Regions from separate parts of the Mus musculus genome. Here region 1 is linked to region 2. Evidence: chromatin contacts called from public HiChIP or PLAC-seq data. All regions are on one chromosome and are shown on one strand. Each heading gives the region's core, a stretch centred on a gene start, on an enhancer-like site or on the middle of the called end of the contact. The rest is flanking DNA. Distances are from core to core; before and after follow the strand shown.

Region 1 (6,765 bases), core at 3,556-6,055, 140 kb after region 2:
TTTTTTTTTTTTTTTTTTTTTTTTTTTTTTTTTTTAAAGATTTATTTATTTATTATATGTAAGTACACTGTAGCTGGGAGTCAGATCTCATTACAGATGGTTGTGAGCCACCATGTGGTTGCTGGGATTTGAACTCCAGACCTTTGGAAGAGCAGTTGGGTGCTCTTACCCACTGAGCCATCTCACCAGCCCTGGCCTATGCTTTTAATCTCAGCACTTAAGAGGCACAGGTAGGTAGATCTCTGAGTTTGGGGACAGACAGTTCTACACATTGAGTTCTTCGATACATACTTTTTAGCCAGACCCAGTCTCAAAAAACAAACAAATAATACAAAACAAACAAACAAACAAAAAAAAAAACCCAAGGGGGCTGGAGAGATGGCTCAGCAGTTAAGAGCACTGATTGCTCTTCCGAAGGTACTGAGTTCAATTCCCAGCAACCACATGGTGCCTCACAACCATCTGTAATGGGATATGATGTCCTCTTCTGGGGTGTCTGAAGAGAGTTATAATGTACTCACATAAAATAAATAAATCTTAACAACAAAACAAAACAAAACAAAACAAACAAAAAAAAAACCAAGTGGGGCTGATGAGAAGGTTGAGCAGGTAAAGGAGCTTGCTGCACAATCCTGGCGACCTTAGTTGCATCTCCAGAACATAGAAGGGTAAGAGTATGAGGGCTGGAGAGAGATGGCTCATTGATGAAGACCACTGGTTATTCTTCCAGAGCTCCTGAGTTCAATTCCCAGCAACCATCTATAATGGGATCTGATGCCCTCTTCTGGCATGTATCATATATACACTCAGAATATTCATATATAAGTAAGTAAAAATTAAAAAAAAAACAAAAAAAAAAAAACCTAAAAACACGAGCTGGGTTGTGGTGGCTCACACCTTTAATCCTAGCATACGGGAGGAGGCAGAAACAGAGGGATCTTTGTGAGTTTAAAGACAGCCTGATCTAGAGCAAGTTCCAGGACAGACTGAAACTCTGTAAAGGGGGATGGGGGAGAGGAGGAGGAGGAAGAAGAGGAAGAGGAGGAAGAGAAAGAAAAAGGTAAGAATGAACCAACTCTACAGAGTTGTTTTCTGACCAACACACTTATTTATACTACTGTGGTATATGTGTGTGCACGTGCACACCCATACACACTAAAAATAAACAAAACTTTATAAAAAAGAAAAAAAAAAAAAGAAGAGGAAGAGAGGAGAAGGAAGATACAGCTGAAGCTCAAGGAAGTCATGGGCTGGGAGAGCCCAAGACAACTGATAAGCCGGGGAGTGAGGCTCCAGCCCCAGCACACAGCTCCACTCTCCCTGCCACATGCTGCCCTCCTGTTCACAAGTATGCTGAGGTTTTACCTGACTACACCATGGTCCCTGCTGTGCTGGCTGCTTAGGACATTTCCCCTACTCCTCTTGTCTCAACTAAAAGACCAGCTCCTTCATGAGAACTTCCTTGATGTTGGATCCTGTTTGTTTGTTTGTTTGTTTGTTTGTTTTACTTTGAGGCAGGGTCTCACTAGCTCAAGCTGGCTTGAAACTCATGTAAATCTTCTCCCTCCATCTCGCTACTTTTCTTGTTCTACCTCAATGTGGTTTCCCTGTCAAATCACCAGTAGAAATTTTTATCCCTTCCTTAAGTGTTTGTATTTGACCAAGACCTTGGTTCCACAGAGGCAGGACCTTACCAGTCCTCTTTCTACTCTTTCCTCAGTACCTAAAACAGGATTCAGCATCGACTGGATTCTTTTTTTTTTTTTTTTTTTTTTTTTTTAAAGATTTATTTATTATTATATGTAAGTACATTGTAGCTGTCTTCAGACACACCAGAAGAGGGAGTCAGATCTTGTTACGGATGGTTGTGAGCCACCATGTGGTTGCTGGGATTTGAACTCTGGACCTTTGGAAGAGCAGTCGGGTGCTCTCACCCACTAAGCCATCTCACCAGCCCGACTGGATTCTTAATATGGGTTGTACAAAAGGTTCTATAAACTTTGGTAGTCGTTTTTGGCGGGGTCAATTAGTCCAAGTTTGGATGAATAGCATGCCACTGAGTGTCCACTTGGCAGTCAGGAAAGTATGAGATAACGTGGAGGGAACATAGTAGGTACTAAGTAACATCTGTGTTCCAAAGGCTCTCTGAGAAGATTTGAAAATGACCTTTTAGGACAATGACACCTAAGAAAAGGACTTTGCCTTTCTGGACTTCATCAGTGACTATAACCCATCCTTTGCTGCCAACAGAGCTAGTGAATATATAAGAGTCTTATGATACATAATAATACATAAGAACTTGAACAGCTTAGTTAGCATCTCTGAGTATTGCTGGGGAATTTTAGATGATTCCAAAGTTCTGGGAAATGGAGACTGAGGAAAAAAACAAATAAGGAACCAAGAAAAGAGAGAGGCCAAGGCACCTCTCTGGTCATTCTTCACAATGACACGAGTCCTTCCTGTCCCTTCTTTGACTCTCCAGATCTCACACCTGGGAGAGGCAATATATAATGGAAACTGAGAACTTTTTTGCTTTTATTGTTTGTTTTTGAGCCAGAGTCTCACTATGCAGCTCTTGTTACAGCTGGGATTACAGGCATCTGCAGCCACACCCTGCTTGAGAATGGACCTTTGAATTAGGTGCAAGCTGGAATCTCAGCTCTTGGATGAGTCCTTTTACTCACTGAACCACATTAAAAATGTTAAAGCTGGGAATCAAACTCAGGGACTTAAGATCTCAAGCATGTCAGGTTATCCTCAGTAGTGCATAGCTACTGATCTATATACACTAGCCCAATCTTATCAATAAACAGGTACCTAGTCGGTCACAAAGTGGGTTTTTAAGTAAGTTTATATAGCAATTATGCATAGTGAAATGTGTGATACAGAATGAGAATTCAATAAACATCAACCAATATTATATAAGGTGACACACAAAAATAGTCTTATGTCTGGTGAAGCGTGGTAATATAGACAATTCCGGCTACTCAGGAGACTCGGATAAGGGGGTGGGATGCTTAAGGCCTGCCTAGGCTACAAAGTAAGTTTAAGGACAGCATGGGAAACTTTGGTTAGACCCTGTCCCCCTACACACCCACAAAGTGAGAAAAAGAAACACATTTGGATATTAGGATAAATGGTACTTTTAAGCCAAGAACTCACAAATTCTAGTGACTTCTATCCGTAGCAAGGCTCAACTATGTACCTTCCACTTAAAATACAAATACTTATGTCAGGTACAGACATGTAGTAGCATCAAGATGGTGAATTTGCCTCTGAGAAAATGAGGAGGTGGCTGGAAACTATAGAGTTAGGAACATCTGTGGGTTGGGACCCTGGACATAGGGGTTTCTAGGGATCTAGTCAGATGCCCTGACTTCTGTCAGAGAGTATAAATTGGCTGCCCCTGGACCTGACCGAGAGCAAACTACAGGATCCTGGGATCTTAAAGACCTGGAACAAGTCCAAAGTCTTCTAGCTTCATCCCAACCCTGAGGCTATAACCTGGGCTAGTCCAGACAGATGCAGGGCTGGAAGGGTGGTGTCTGTAGTCCTACCCCCAGCTATTTGTGACTCACGCTCCCCCTCCCCCCAACCCCACCCCGGGTTTCCCTCACCTCTACCAACTTAGGGTGAGACCAGAGAAACTGACTTGGAGGGGAGGGAAAGAATCCTACAACATTCTGGGCTTAGGATCCCAGTCAAGACTCTTAGACAACCTGTTCAAATTACGTCCACCAAATCTTGGCGCCTCTCCTTCTTCAGATCTAACTTTAAACACTGAATACTAAAATTGCAGCTATCAAAGAGATAAGGTTTCCACTAACACTTAACGTTTCCTTTCACTTCATTACCCGCTTTCAAATTCATCATTACTCAAGAATTAGCGTGTTTCTAGGACGTTCAGGATGCCCCAGCAAGAGACTTCACAGAGCAGGTACTCCTAGCTTTAGAACCAAGCCTAATGAGCTGGACTAACCACATCAGGCATCCCTTTTTCCCAGGGTTGAGGGTCCGTTCTTTCCTTCCCATCCCTGCTACTAGTCAGAGAGGTTGTTTTTTGTTTTGTTTTTGTCTTGAAGCATCAGAATTCATTAAATCGCCATAAACATCAGGGATAATTGTGTTGCCTGGATAAGGGGGTGGCACACTATGTTCCTGTACGGAGGGTGTCGTAGCTACTAGTACAGGAGGAAGTTACGATGTTGGCATAGTTGGGGGATGTGGGCTTGTATTTTTTGAGGCTGTAGAGATGACCAATAATATTTACTTTTCTGCCTCGGTAGTCAGGTTCATTTCTTATTTAAATCTGAAAAGTGGCTTCCCACCCAGTTTTTCCAGAAAACTCCCCGTGACAGGTGTGGAAAGGATCGGAGGCCAAAGAAGAACCCTTCTTCACCCGTGTGGCACCTTGGGTTTTCAAAAGGCACCTTTCTTCCGAGTTCCCAGGAGCTGAGCTTCCCAGCTCTCCGAGTGAGCAAGAGGGATAAGGGTGGAGGAAAGGTCTGGGGGAAACGCAGCTTACCCCGGTCTTGCGTCTTGCGCAGCGCTACGGCAGTCCCGGAGTCCCAGCGCAAACCCTTCCAGCAGCAGCTTCCAGCTGTCAACGCTTCCTTCTCTGGACGCCGCAGCCCTCACCCAGTCGGTGGGGCGGCCCCTTCCGCTGCCCTTTTGGCCGGGTGCGAGAGTGTGCGAGTGGCACGGGGCTCGCGGGGGCTCTACCTTGACCCAAGAGAGCGCACGGTCAGAGCAGGGGCGCCGGAGCCCGAGCTGGACAGGAGGGGACGGGTTAGGAAGACGCGGCCGCTGCGGGGCCGCCCAGCTCCTGACGACACACTGCCCGCCCCCGACCCAGCCTGCCCTCCTGCCGCGCCCAAGCCCACCGCTGTTGCCAGCTTTCCAACACAATCTGCTCCGGGCCTTCAGAGTATCTCCAGGGCTCTGGTTTGTGCCACTTTCTCCACTCCTACGCTTCTGTCTTCCCATGCCTGGGGCAGCTCTACTTCTATCTTTCTTTTCTAATTAGTCAAAGCCTCTCCCATCATCCCTTCCCAGGAAAGCCAAGGTAGGGGTCAGGGTGCTGATTGGAACCACCCAGCGACTGGTCAGCAATTGGCCGGCCCTCCAATCTCCAAATCATCACTTTGGACGCGCCTGCCCAAGTCAATGATTCCACATTCAGGAGAACCCAGAGAGGCAAGGCCAGAGTTCCACAATTCACACACAACCCTAGACCTAGGTGCATTTCCTTCTCCACATGGCTTCACATTGCTTGACCCTGCCTGAGATAATTGCCCACCTCTCCTCCGAGTTCCTCAGCTCCGCCTCGGACTTGTCTATGCACAGCCTTTTCTCTCAAAATCCATATCCTTTCCTTAAGACTAGGGTGGAGATTTAGGTGCATAAAACAACGTTTGACTGTGTTCACCTTTTCTTCATACCCAACCCTAGCACTTTACCCTCTGGCCTTGGCAGATGGCACAGAAGTCGTTGGGCAAAGGTAGAGTCTGAAGGCAGAGCCTTTCAGTTCCTCCTACCTGTTATTGGAGCTGTCAGGACTCTTGAAGCAGCATGGTTGGTGTGAGGCTGAACGGAAAGGAGACCAATGAGTGGGGATTTACTGGTAGGGACTGGGGACCCAGGCATCCTGCATCCCCCGCCCCGCCCCAAACCCACGACTAACTCCCTCCTACCCTTCTCTGAAGTAGGAGCAGCACAACAAAGCCTTGTGTTCTTGGAATTGTATCCTCTTACAGCTGGGAATAGAAAGGAGTGGGAGAGCAGACTGCTTGTTGGAAATGTGTGTATATATTCGGGTCCAGTGAGGGTCAGAGAGAGAGAGAGAAGAAAAAAAAAGAAGAGAAAGGAAAAGAAAAGAAAAAAAAAAAACCGAAAGAAACAAAAGGCCCTCTAGTGGAAACAGAAGTAAGTAGTCTTCAAGTATTTGGAGACAAAGCTGTTGAAGCAACTCTCTAGAGTAGTGGGGTTTGCTGCTGCTGTTGTTATTTAAACTTTAGATTCAGATCGGGAGTCGGAGAGTGACCTGTCTCTGTTCTGCTGTCCTTTTCAGGTTTGTTCTGGTTTGCTTGCATCCTGACCCTTCACTGCTTTGTTTTTGTTTTCATTTTTCCTCTTCCTCCTCCATCACTGTCACCACCATGCTGCAGATGAGCTTCAGTGCCTGGAACGTGCTTCTCCGGTGCTGCACCACGGATCTATACCGCTACCCCACACCCTTCTTCTTAACAGTATATGCGTCACCGTTAGCAAAGTCTATCTCCCCTTCCTACATCGCCTCCTTACTCACAGTCCAACAAACGATTTTTTTCCTGAGACAAGATTTTAGTATGTACATAGCCTAGGCTGGCAGTGAAATTGCCATCCTGGTTCAACCTCTCAAGAGCTGGGTTTACCGGGTTTATTGGTGTGTGCCACTCCTGCTATCAACAGACACTTTTGAAGGTCTCTTTATACCTGATCTTGTTCTTAGTTCTTTCTGTAGGATAAGCAAAAACACAAACTGAAGCAAGTGCCTAGATGTCTGTAAAGCTTCCTAGCTCTTGATCACCGTAAACAAAGATTCTGTTTAAATAACACTTGTGTCCCAAACTACTCTTCGAATCAGTTCTTGCATAAAGTCAAAGACTCTCCTACATTAAACAAGCCATAGGTTGGAATATGATTTTTCCAATAAGGAATATGAAGAGAAACTCAGACTTTTATTTTATTTCGGTTTTTCAAGACAGGATTTCGATGTGTCGCCCT
Region 2 (6,370 bases), core at 3,067-5,566:
CTGAAGCTCAAGTGAAATTAAACCTTCAGGTTTCCCTGCTTGCGTGTTTTCTCTCAGCAACAAAGAGCGACTTAAGACAATTCCCCAAAAATAAACAAGAGAGGGAGGGCCTGGTGGCACACACTTTTAGTCCCAGCACTACGGAGGCAGAGACAGGAAGATCTCTGTGAGTGTGAGGCCAGCCCAGACTCCAGAGAAAGATTCCATCTCAAAATAAACAAACAGGAGGACATACTGATATGAAAGGAACTTTGACTACCTTTGACTGCTTTCTATTTTATTATACTGTTTATCTTAGCTGGGGCTGACCTTGAACTAGAGGGTTGGGATGCAGCTGTGGTAATAGAGTACTTGCTTAGCTGAGAATGAATGTGAAATTCTGATCTTGTCTCTGCATCCCTGATTCTGGGGCTGCAGGCATGTGTTGCTGCTCCCAGTGTTTATGGCACTGGGGATGGCTTCCAGTACTCCACCAACCGAGCCACGTCCCTTTGGCTGAATATTTCATACTCCAGGGCATAGAGTAGCTTCCTGTTTTTCACAGCTGACTGATATTTTGATTTTTTTTTTAGTTGTCAACGCTGAGATGACATTTTGTATAATACATACTACAAAATGGCAATTTCAAAAATTGTTAGAAATTCTATCCTAATCTTAAGCTAAAATTTAGTCAATGGTCATTTATTTACTTTGGAGACAGGATCTTACCATGTACTTTTGACTGACCTGGAATTTGCTATTTAGACCAGGCTGGTCTTCAATTCACAGAAAACTGACTGCCTTTGCTCCTGAGTGTTGGGGTTAAAGATAGATGCCTTCATACCTGATCTATCATTCAATGATCTATCTTTCTTTCTTTCTTTCTTTCTTTCTTTCTTTCTTTCTTTCTTTCTTTCTTTCTTTCTTTCTTCCTTCCTTCCTTCCTTCCTTCCTTCCTCTCTCTCTCTCTCTCTCTCTCTTTCTTTCTTTCAATAAAACTTAAGTCAACAACACAAATAACACTTTAAAAAAGCAAATGTCCGCCGGGCGTGGTGGCGCACGCCTTTAATCCCAGCACTCGGGAGGCAGAGGCAGGCGGATTTCTGAGTTCGAGGCCAGCCTGGTCTACAGAGTGAGTTCCAGGACAGCCAGGGCTACACAGAGAAACCCTGTCTCGAAAAAAAAAAAAAAAAAAAAAGCAAATGTCCTATGGGTATAGTGGTAAACACCTTTAATCCCAGCACCCAAGAAGAATAGGCATGAGTTTGAGGCTAGCCTGATCTACATAGTAAATTCCGGTTCAGCCAGGACGACAACAAAGCAAACATTCTAACATAATACACTCTATAGATGTGCTACTGTGGCCTGACGGCATGCACGGTAGTACACTAGCGTGCCATGTGTTCAAAAGCAAGACTACCGAGGCCCGTGATACAACACAGGCACATGTGGTCAGAAACACGTCAGATTCATTTCATGTTTGACTTTGAATTCGGTTTTGGAGTCTGCGTGTCCAGAAAACTTCTGCTGCCACCAAATGTCTTGCACACCCATACAATCACTTAGGTGTCCATAGGGGGTCTCCACTCACAGTCTAGGAAGCTATAGGTCAGTGTGGTGGTTCATGACTATAATGCAGCATTTGGGAAGTGGAGGCAGGGGGAATCAGGTGTTCAAGATCAGCCTGGCTTACTTGAAAAAGAGAGAAAATGGTGCAAAGAGAGAAAATGGTGGGAAGAGGAAGAAAAGAAAATGAAACTAAATGAAATTATGAGTCAGGCAAGCACTTTATGGCTGAGCTATATATCCTTAGCTTCCTTTTCCTCCTCTTCCTCTTCCTCTTCCTCCTCCTCCTCCTCCTCCCCCCTTCCTCCTCAGCCCTATCCTCCTCACCTTCTGTTTGTTTCGATAAGATCTGGACTCATTATAAGCCTTGGTCTGGAGCTTGCTAAATAGACCCAGACTGTCTTTAAGTTTGAAGCAATGTCCTTGGATTACTGGAGAGCAATACAATGCCTGCTTTCTGTCTCATCTTATTTCAGTTCCAGGAGATTACATCTGAACTCCACCTACCATTTTCCCCCACCCCCCACCCCCCAAAAAATTAAAAAATAAAAAATGAAGTGAACCTGGGTAGGGGAGCTGCCTTAAGAGATTCTAACTGAAAACAAAACAGGCTAGGGGTGTCACTCTGTCCATACAGTATTTACCCAGCATTCATAAGGACCTGATTTGATCTTCAGCATTATATGGTCTGGGCTTGTTGGCACATGCCTGTAATCCCAGCATTTAGGAGGCAGGAGGATCACAAGTTTGAGGCCAACTTGGGTCACACAGTGGATTTAAGGGTACACCTCCCAACCACATAACAAACTGTCTCAAAGAAATAAAAACAGGCCTTAGCCATGGGATTGCCCTGCCTCACATTTTCAGACCTGAGCATGATGGTCTTCAAGTGTCCTCTAAGGTCCCTTGTCTGGGTATGGGCTGCCCTCTTAACTCTGTGACAGGGAGGGACGAGAATAGCAAAACAGGCCTGGTAAAACACTGTCCTTGAGAAAAGCCAGAAGGGGAATGTTTCTCAGAGGTCACTGTTGTTTATCCCATAAGTTTTAAAACAACTACAGTGAGAAGGAGAACTGGGAAACAGCCTGGAGCAAAAGCTCAGCTCAGTCTGGAACCCTGCAGAGGCTTCCTGTCCTGCTGAGGATGTCCTGTGCAGCCAGCTTTTGTGGATGTTAAGAGCTGAATTTGATGTGTGTCTCTGTCTGTGACTGTCTTAGTCAGGGTTTCTATTCCTGCATAAAACACGCATCCCCAAGAAGCAACTTGGAGAGGAAAGGGTTTATTCTGCTTACACTTCCACATTGCTGTTCATCACCAAAGGAAGGCAGGACAGGAACTCACACAGGGCAGGAGCCTGGAGGCAGGAGCTGAAGCAGAGGCCATGGAGGGTGCTGCTTACTGGCTTGCTTCCCCTGGCTTGCTCAGCCTGCTTTCTTATAGAACCCAAGACCACCAGCCCAGGGATGGCACCACCCACAATGGGCTGGCCCCTCCTCCCCTTGATCACTAGTTGAGAAAATGCCTTACAGCAGGATCATGGAGGCATTTCCTCAAGGGGGGCTCCTTTCTCTGGGACAACTCCAGCTTGTGCTAAGTTGACACACAAAACCAGCCAGGACAGTGACTGTTTGTTCTTTTGCTTGAAAGCCTCACCAGAGAGGATACTCTGCTCTGCCCAGAAATTTCAGTGGGGAACTCCAATTGTTGCTTTAAAGGAGCTTCTGTCTGTCTGTCTGTCTGTCTACCTGCCTGCCTTGCCTACCTTCTTACTTACCTGCATACAGAAGCTGGCTTCTGTCTATGTATGTATGCTGGACATACATACATACACACAAGAAGGCAGAACACTCATGTGCATAAAAAAAAAAAATACATTGACCCAGGCAGTGGTGGCACATACCTTTAGTCCCAGCACTTGAGAGGCAGAGGCAGGTGGATTTCTGAGTTCAAGGTCAGCCTGGTCTATAGAGTGAGTTCCAGGACAGCCAGGGCAACACAGAAAAACCCTGCCTCAAACAAACAAGCAAACAAAAACAACAAACAAACAAACAACAACATTGAAAAATATTATTTTATCTTTTTTTTTTCAGAGCTGATGACTGAACCCAGGGCCTTGTGCTTGCTAGACAAGCACTCTACTGTTGAGCTAAATCCCCAACCCCCCAAAATATTTAAGAATATATTTTTGTACACACATGTACATGGAAGCTCTCCTTCTACTATGTGGGCTCTGGAATTGGCTCAGGTTGTCAGACTTGACAATGGGTGGCTTTGTGGAGCTGTCTCAGTTCTCCTCCCCTGCACACTGCAAATATCCCCCTCTCTCCCTCCCTCCCTCCCTCCCTCCCTCCCTCCCTCCCTCCATGGGATTACCTGTGCTTAGCACCCATCACTGCATTTCCTATTATATTCAATAAAGCTGTTAAAACATTAATCTTCTGAGAGGCGAGGACTGTTCAGGGCTAAACCCAGGACCTTACAAATGCTAAGCAAGTGCTTTACCACTGAGGTAATTCCAAACTTTGTTTTTGTTTTTTATTTTTTTGTTTTGTTTTGTATTTGTCTATAAGGGCACTGGCGATCAGACCCAGGGCCTCCTGCATGAGTAGGTGATCTCATTGAGCTATGTTCCAACCTGAAGTGCTGCTTTTGCTTGTTGTGAGTCAAGATCTCAGGCAGCACAGGCTGACCTTGAACGTTTGATGCATCCAAGGATGGAGAATGGCTGAACTCCTGATCCTGGTGCCTCCTCCCCCACCCACCACCCTGAGGGCTGGGTCCCAGTGCTATCAAATTGGGCTGCACACTTTTAAAAAATCAACTGTAGAGTTGGAGTAAGTGTGACATACCTAGAATTCCATTCTTGGGGGGTGGAGGCAGGAATTCATGGTCATTCTCAGCTAAAGGAGAGTCTGAGCCAGCCTGGGCTATTTGTGATTCTATCCAGCCTGTGATGCTATCTCAAAAAAAAGAAAAGAAAAAGAAAAAGAAAAGGAAAAAAGAAAGAAAGAAAGGAAGAAAGAGAGAGAGAGAGAGAGAGAGAGAGAGAAAGAGAGAGAGAGAGAGAGAGAGAAAGAAAGAAAGAAAGAAAGAAAGAAAGAAAGAAAGAAAGAAAGAAAGAAAGAAAGAAAGAAAGAAAGGTAGGTAGACGGGGGGGCTGGAGAGATGGCTCATCGGGTAAGAGCACTGACTACTCTTCTGAAAGTCCTGAGTTCAATTCCCAGCAACCACATGGTGGCTCACAACCATCTGTAAAGTGATCAGATGCCCCCTTCTGTTGTGTCTGAAGTAGCTACAATGTACTTATATACATAAAATAAATAATTCTTTAAAAAGAGGAAGACATATGGGGGAAGGACTTTTTTTTTCCGAGACAGGGTTAGTGAAGAGTAGCGAGGTGGAGCAAAACCAAACCAATTCTCAGTGCTCGTCTCCCACTGTCTGTGGGATCATATTTATACTCCTTCCTCAGCATTCTTTCACGTATCTGCTATAGCAAAACATCCTTTCACCTGTGCCTGCTTCAGGAAAACATTCTTTACCATGTCTGCTTTAGCAAGACAATCTTTTCACCTGTGTGCCCCAGCAAAACATCATTTGACATAATTGACTTTCCAAAACTAGACGTTTCCGCTTCAGAGAAGAAGGAACATGATCAAAATATATTGTATGGAAAGAAGTAGGGGGGTTTGTTTTGTTTGTTTTGAGACAGTGTCTCTCTGTTTAGCCTTGGCTCTCCTGGAACTCACCGTGCTGACCTCTAATTCATAGAGATCTCCTGCCTCTGGCCTCTAAGTGTTGGGATTAAAGATATTCAACACCATACCTGCCTATAAAATTTATTTTATTTTATTATTTTTATTTATTTATTTATTTAGTTTTTTTTTTCAAGACAGGGTTTCTCTGTGTAGCCCTGGCTGTCCTGGAACTCACTTTGTAGACCAGGCTGGCCTCGAACTCAGAAATCCTCCTGCCTCTGCCTCCCGAGTGCTGGGATGAAAGGCATGTGTCACCACCGCAGGGCCATAAAATTTATTAAATGGCAATATTTACAATAATTCAAAGATTGCTTGACTTTGTGTAGGTGTGGGTATGTCATGTACATGCATATGTGTATTTCTGTATGCACATGTATGTAGCCACCTTTCTGTATGCACCACCCACCGTGAGCTCATGTGTGTAGCCACCACTGATATTGAGATCTTCCTTGTATTTTGAGGCATTTCTTGCTGAACTCAAAGCTCACCAGTTTGGCTAGTCTGGTTAGATATTTTGCTTTTGGGGGTCTCCTATCTCTGTCTTTCTTTTCTTCTTCTTCTTCTCCTCCTTCTTCTCCTTCTTCTCCTCCTTCTCCTTTTCCTCCTTCTCTTTCTCCTCCTTCTCCTTCTCTTTCTCCTCCTTCTCCTTCTCTTTCTCCTCCTTCTCCTCCTCCTCCTCCTCCTCCTCCTTCTTCTTCTTTTTGGGGGGAGGGTTTGGTTTTTTTTTTTCGAGACAGGGTTTCTCTGTATAGTCCTGGCTGTCCTGGAACTCACTTTGTAGACCAGGCTGTCCTCGAACTCAGAAATCTGCCTGCCTCTGCCTCCTGAGTGCTGAGATTAAAGGCATGCGCCACCACACCTGGCTGAAAGTCTCTTTTTAAAAGAAAGAGAGAGAGAGAATCTCCTTTTGTCTTTTTACATGAATCCTGGGCACTGGATGGCAAGTCTACCTTCTGAACCGTCTTGCCAGCGCAAGGCTGTTCTAAGAACTAAATGTAACACATTCAGGACTGAAGGGATGGCTCAACAATTTTTTTTTCCATTTTTTATTAGGTATTTAGCTCATT

What was found. HiChIP or PLAC-seq counts read pairs in DNA pulled down with a chosen protein or histone mark.
Region 1: an H3K27ac HiChIP or PLAC-seq map of embryonic stem cells shows a contact between it and region 2, with 8 read pairs. The contact joins the promoter of Dgka here to the enhancer-like site in region 2. A contact is called at or near these places in 9 of 39 promoter capture datasets (the 3T3-L1 cell line, the C10 cell line, the HPC-7 cell line and 6 more), 4 of 484 Hi-C or Micro-C datasets (the G1E-ER4 cell line, Th1 cells and embryonic stem cells), 6 of 115 datasets of contacts at active chromatin or transcription factors (the 230-238 cell line, the HPC-7 cell line, the SCID.adh cell line and 1 more) and 3 of 9 other capture datasets (adipose tissue, liver and pancreatic islet).

What each region holds. Positions count from the first base shown.
Region 1 is chr10:128,739,271-128,746,035 of GRCm38.p6, forward strand. Dgka (diacylglycerol kinase, alpha) reads right to left here and starts at 4,806. Exons shown (of 24, transcript NM_016811.3): 1 at 4,526-4,806. It overlaps Gm31504 (predicted gene, 31504), which reads left to right and starts at 5,677. Exons shown (of 2, transcript NR_168573.1): 1 at 5,677-5,925; 2 at 6,071-6,612.
Region 2 is chr10:128,602,380-128,608,749 of GRCm38.p6, forward strand. No RefSeq gene overlaps it. Among named protein-coding and RNA genes, the nearest start is that of Erbb3, 16 kb to the left of the region's middle. Within about 2 kb of position 4,317, at least 17 of the 459 cell types and tissues checked have an H3K27ac peak or open chromatin away from gene starts, as enhancers often do. A contact at or near this core is called in embryonic stem cells, where this site is marked.